Regions from separate parts of the Pan troglodytes genome. Here region 2 is linked to region 1. Evidence: chromatin contacts called from public Hi-C data. All regions are on one chromosome and are shown on one strand. Each heading gives the region's core, a stretch centred on a gene start, on an enhancer-like site or on the middle of the called end of the contact. The rest is flanking DNA. Distances are from core to core; before and after follow the strand shown. Region 1 overlaps AKIP1 (A-kinase interacting protein 1). Region 2 holds the start of TMEM9B (TMEM9 domain family member B).

Region 1 (3,062 bases), core at 84-2,583:
GGAGACGGGGTTTCACTGTGTTAGCCAGGACGGTCTCGATCTCCCGACCTCGTGATCCGCCTGCCTCGGCCTCCCAAAGTGCTGGGATTACAGGCGTAACCCACCGCGCCTGACCCATTTTTGTATTTTTTAATAGAGACAGAGTTTCACCGTGTTGGCCAGGCAGGTCTTGAACTCCTGACCTCAGGTGATCTGCCCGCCTCAGCCTCCCAAAGTGCTGAGATTACAGGCGTGAGCCACCATGCCTGGACCATGTCTTTCATAATTTTTAAAAAGAAAGTACAAGGGAAGTGTGGGGACAGGGGTCTCTTTTAACAAAATACTTTTTGTAAAGGTAATAACAGTTATGGGCCTCTCACTACAAACTTACCTTTTACCACATGTCATTCTGGGGAAGCCAAAGATTCTGCTTATTGAACTGATTCAAAGGAGGAGGTGGTGGTGGTGGTTTCTGAGGAGACTAGGTTTTTGCTTTTGTTTTAACCTACCCTACTTGTACTCAAAGATAGCAAACCAAAGTCCAGAGTCTATTCTGGAGTCTAAGTTGGATTCCTGACTTCTTTGGCCTGTCAGCCATTTTGGGGTGTTAGAGGGAGGAAGTTTAGGAAAAGGATGGGAGAGTGGGCACAGGGACATGAGCAAGGGCTGAGTGCACACTCGAAGCACCTCCCACACGCCTCCCCTGGCCTGGGAGGTGAGTAGTGGTGCCAGAGCTTGAGTCCTGAGCCCCCTTTTCTGGCCTAGCCTGAACTCTTACCTAAACGCACCTGACCCTAAAGGGTGCACTTAGGTACATATGGGGAAGAGTCGTTCCCATCTCTCCCTTTAAAATGTAAGTTCCCTCTAAGGGAAATTGGCTTTATCAGTCAGCCTGTTCCCTTCTAGGACCACCCCCACTCCTAGAAGAAGCACAGAAGAGAATGTATTGAGAGCCTAAGTGTCACTTTTGCATTTTAAATTTTCCCTGCAATCCAAGAGTGCCATGTTACAGACTGGAAAACCAAGGTTCAAGAGAAGTTAATCTGTCTTAGTAAATAGCAGAGATAGGACTTAAACTCAGGTGTGTCTGATTCCAAAGCCCATGTAAGGATGAAAATTATAGTAAACACCTGACTAAAAATACCTCACAGAATTCACTTAAAAATGCCTTAATGACTTAGATGACAACTTAGAAAAAGCTGACAGAACAATTACTAACTCCTAATAAGGTAGAAGAGAACTTCTCTTTACAATCCAAAAGTGAAAGCTTGGGCACAAACCAGTGTTCTACTTGTCTCTTCAGAGAAAAGACAGAAAAAAGACATCCCTTGGTCCTGGAGGCAGCTATCAAATATCAGAGCATGCTCCAGAGGCATCCCAGCCTGTGAGTACGGAACTGCTTACGCACTGGGTTTCATCACCGTTGCAACTCCATGAACCAGTTAACATGGTTCTTAGAGGGCTATTTGAATTGAGTCTATAGTATTTTTAAGTTGAGATGTTCTTACACTTAAGAAGGGCACACAAAATTTTGGTTCAGTGTAAAATTAGGTTTTCGTGGTATTCTTCCTTCACTGTAAGCTTCAGGGATACTCTGTGCCTGAACTCATAGTTGTGGTTGGAAAGAATGTGAAGTATTCACCTCTCAGTTCCTACAGCTCAGCTGGGCTGGCACTGGGTCCTGCTGGAATTCCACCATCTGTTCAAGCAGCAGGAGGGGCACGATACTCCTGCTAACAAAGTGAAAACCATTGCTGAAATTCCGAAACATACACATTTGGTGAGGTCAGGTTCCAAAACATTTGAAGGCATTTGTTCTTATTTTCCACAAATGTTTCTCTGTAAAAACATATAATGAGTTTTTCATTTTTAGGATAAAGTACTCATTAGTTCATGAAGCCAGGGGATCCTTTTTGGAACTTGGAAGGGCTAGAATTCTGAGGAAAGGAACTTCATTCAACATGGTGCCGCAATACATTTACTTTTTGTTTGTATACAGTTTGCTACGAGTCAGGATTTGGAGTATACTAGAGTTAGTAACAATTAAGAATATTCTGCTTCTAGTACAAATATAAGTTGTTAAGGCTTAGACGCCTCTCAACACTTGCTGACTTTTGGTAATGCTGATGTTCCACCGTGTTGGAGTTCTACAGCCACATGCCAACCTTACCTCTATGTTTCCTTGTGTGCAAATGAAGCATCTTTGGCTTTCTGCAATTCTGATATAACCATATTTTCTAAAAGTGACTTTTATTTACATGGTTGACAACCAATAAATAGTTAATGACATTGTCGTACACATTTACGTCAGTTAAAGGATGGTAGACTTCCAATTTTGCAGTAACTGGACAGGCATGAAAGAATACAACGTAAAACAGCTTTGGAAAAAATTGGCTTCAAATCCATCTGCAAGGTAGGAGGAAGAGGGGAAATTTCATAAAAATGTAAACATGATCATTTATTCCTCTGAGTGCAATTTGCTGGCCAGTAGTTTGGCTTTTCCTGTGTGTGGTAGTGGAATCGACAGCTTCTGCCTGTGGCCCCTTCTCAGCATTAAGCAAGCTTGTAATGGCATCCCAGCTGTCACTCTGGCCCTTAATTACAGGCTCTTTTCTGGTTTGTGACTTTGTCCTTTTACCATTTGAACTGAGACCCATCCTCTGCCTGCACACCTGATGTAATCTACCAGCCATGAGTGAAGTCTACCCTTGGAAGACTGATTGTGCTCAGTTCGGCTCTAAATAAAATCTTTCCATTAACTCTGGCTTCCAATGTTTTGTACTCTGGGAGAACCAGTCCTCCAAGGGAGAGTTTTGTCAGCCAGCTGAATTGCTGCTTCAGTGACAAAATGGAATTCACTCAAATTGTTCTGAGCTTTAGGACAAAAGAAATGCCTGTCATCTTCCTGATAGTGAACTTAGCAAAGCACCGTTTAAAAGAATGGCTCTCATCACTCCCGAGTACCTTGTCATTACTGCTCATCTGTGCTAAGTGCCACTGTCTACTTCTGATCCCCAAAACAGTGGCCTCTAGCCTTTCCTTCTGCCTAACTCCAAGTAGAGTGTTCTTTTTATAATCCTTCA
Region 2 (3,053 bases), core at 60-2,559, 51 kb after region 1:
CTGTAGGTCCTACTGGGAGGGAAGTAGGCCAGGAGGGGCAAGATCCCACCACAGGAAGGGAAGTGTTCAGGGGTGAGCTGAGCTGAGTCGGCCCTTGACAGGGAAGGCTCTGTCAGATGGGGGCTTCCTATCATTCTGGCTTGGGGCATGCAGGGCCTGTGAGGCTGGCGGAGGGCGCAGGTGGGCTGTCAAGAGCTTAGGGTGGAAAGTTAAAGGCTCTCGGAGGTGAAAAGGTTGTCAAGTGTAAGATGCGTGCAGCCGGGGCTGGGAAGGGAAATGTTAAGGCGGTGGGGGGCTGCTGTCCGGACTGTGGGCACTGTCGGGGCTGGGGACGACCGTGGGGCGCTGACTGCCAGGCTGTCGGGGCTGAGGGCGAGAGTGCCGCCGGGCAGTCGGGAGGGGCGGGGCTGGTGGCGGCGGGGGTCTGCCGGAGCTGTGAGGCCAGGGGTATGGCTGTCAGGAATGGGCCAAGCAGCAGGTTGGCAGACCCAGTTTCCGCAAGGCCGGTGGTAGGGGAGGAGCTTCCGTCAGGAGCGAGGCTGGGCGGGACTCACCTTGGCGGCGTCTGACAGCTGCGCCAGCAGCAGCACGGAAAGCGCCAGGCACGACAGGCTGAGCAAGGAGCCAAGCCGAAGAAGGCCTCCCCACAGGGTCGCCATCGCTGGGGGCCCAGCGGTCCCACAGCCCGGAGCCCCCGCGACCGGCTCCCGGCTCGGGCTCAGGCACAGGCTTGGGACCCGGCTGGGGATCCTCCGCCCGCACTTCCGTCTGGACGCGAAGGCGTCACCGGGCGCGCCGGGTCAGATGCAAAAAGCATCCGCCCCGGAAACGGTTACCAGAGCGAAGGGCCGGGAGGCTGGGCAGTCCTGGTGCCCGCCTTGGCCTAGCCCCGGCCCCGGGACGGAAGGGGGCCTCTGGGGTGGCAGCCTGGGCCCAGTAGAGCTTTGCATCTCTTGGATATCTTTCCCGGGCGCAGAAGCTGCGGGGCTTAGGGAGTCGCCATTGCGCTGGAAAGTCCTCCCGCCCACGGAGACCCCAGCAAACTCCGAGTGTCGCACAGTGGCCTCTGGCGACCCGTGCGGGCCGGAGCCGTTCGCGCACAGGCAGGGCGGGTGCTGAGCGTGGAAACGGGGCTGGAATTGGCCGAGCCATGCCTTTCCGGGATGCCCACCGCCAGTCAAAGGGTTGGGGGTGGTCTCTGCACCTTAAGTACTAACCTGCCGCCCACGCGCCTCCTGACCACAGCACCCCGTCGGCTTTCTAATTCTGAGCTGCCCTCGTGGGCGTGGCCTCCCTGTGGAGCTCCCCATGTACCTCCCCTTGGTCCAGCCTGCAGCTAGGAAGTGGGTCACAGCAGCGGGGCTGGGCTGGGCCAGGCCAGGCTCCGGGAGATGTGGAATTGGCGAAACAACTGCCCCAGTAGTATCCTCCGCCTAGGACTCCAAGAGTTGGCGAATTGGGGCGCTACGCCCCGGTAAGGCAGTGCCTGTTCAGGGCTGCCGACTGGTCTCCCCAGGGCTGTCATTCTCAGCAAGTACTTTAGGAGTGCCTTAGATCGGCACATTCTCCCATTGAAATATTTTTGTTAGTGGAGACAAGGAAGATAATGGCAAGGACACAGGGATCATCACAGCCCCTAGGGATTTGTTGAATGACCTTGGGCAAATCACTTCCCTTCTCTGGGCCTGTAGTTCTTGGCTGAATATGAGGGAATGGATTTCAAATTATGCTCCATGTAATACCCGTGTTTTTACCTCTAAACAGATTTTTTTGTTTTGTTTTTTGTTTTTTTTTGAGACGGAGTCTCGCTCTGTCCCCCGGGCTGGAGTGCAGTGGCGCGATCTCAGCTCACTGCAACCTCTGCCTCCCAGGTTCACGCCATTCTCCTGCCTCAGCCTCCCTAATAGGTGGGACTACAGGCGCCCGCCACCACGCCGCCCGGCTAATTTTTTTTTTTTTTTTTTTTTTTTTTTTTTTTTGTATTTTTAGTACAGACAGGGTCTCACTGTGTTAGCCAGGATGGTCTCGATCTCCTGACCTTGTGATCCGCCCGCCTCGGCCTCCCAAATTGCTGGGATTATAGGCGTGAGCCACCGCGCCCGGCCCCAACAGATTTTTAAAAATCGTCTTTTCCCAATTTGTGGAAATGTTTTAACAGAATGCTCTCAATATTTTTCGCCCATGTGATTCTTAGATTCATGTGAATCTAACACAAGAAGGTATCTGATATTGTTCCCAACAGGAACCAGGGTGGCAGGGCTATATGTCCTCTCACCAGACTGCCCAGTGAAGGTGCTGTCACTTTGATGAATTATCAAGGCTTTGTAGTGGGTGTTCTACTGGACAAAGGACAAACTGGAGACTCCCTGGATCAAATGTGTTGGTGAGGTACTGAATCTGATTGCTAAAAGGTGATTCAGCTGCAAGTTAGGCATCAGTTTAGGGTTTTCTAGGCTTGGCGTCTAAAGGGAGTGCCTGCTGTAGCTGAAACCTCATAGGCCTTCTCTTCCTTCCGAATTGTTTTCAAGGCCTTGGGGGTACAGAGACTTAGAGAAAATACATAGTTGTGCCTCAGACTGATGGGCCTCATATGTTTAATGGAGAAACACCAAGCACACTCAGTCTGGGCAGAATTTTAGAGCTCCATAGTATAACCACTATCTAGCTACATGTGGCAATTGAGCATCTGAAATGTGGCTAGACTGAATTGAAATGTGCTGTATAAAATATACACTTAATTTCAAAGACAATATTTTTAAAATGTAAAATATTTCAATAATTTAAAAATATGGTTTAAATATTTTAGATATATTGGGTTAAATAAAATATATTAGTAAAATATTTCACTTGTTTTTTGACCTCTTAAATGTGGCTACTAGAAAATGTTATAGTGCTGTTAGGAAGTGCTGTTCTGGAATACAGAATGTGACTGCCGTGAGTGGAGTGTGACTATGAGATAGTTGCCTGACTGGAGACAATGAAGCCTCAGGCCAAGGTAAGGAGAGGGCTGACAAGGAAGAGCCGAATGTTTGGGGGAGGTATATGTCTGCCAA

The links. Hi-C and Micro-C count contacts between places; a contact is called where the count stands out from the background.
Region 2: a Hi-C map of stem cell-derived neural progenitor cells shows a contact between it and region 1, with 2.2 times the contacts expected there. The contact joins the promoter of TMEM9B here to the enhancer-like site in region 1. A contact is called at or near these places in 3 of 7 Hi-C or Micro-C datasets (blood, induced pluripotent stem cells and stem cell-derived neural progenitor cells) and 1 of 1 other capture datasets (stem cell-derived neural stem cells).

The regions. Positions count from the first base shown.
Region 1 is chr9:13,061,273-13,064,334 of NHGRI_mPanTro3-v2.0_pri, forward strand. The region is part of intron 2 of AKIP1 (A-kinase interacting protein 1); the gene reads left to right. Among named protein-coding and RNA genes, the nearest start is that of AKIP1, 6.1 kb to the left of the region's middle. Within about 2 kb of position 1,334, at least 4 of the 24 cell types and tissues checked have an H3K27ac peak or open chromatin away from gene starts, as enhancers often do. A contact at or near this core is called in stem cell-derived neural progenitor cells and stem cell-derived neural stem cells, where this site is marked.
Region 2 is chr9:13,112,106-13,115,158 of NHGRI_mPanTro3-v2.0_pri, forward strand. It overlaps TMEM9B (TMEM9 domain family member B), which reads right to left and starts at 1,310. Exons shown (of 5, transcript XM_009459918.5): 1 at 1,218-1,310. The coding sequence starts at 1,310.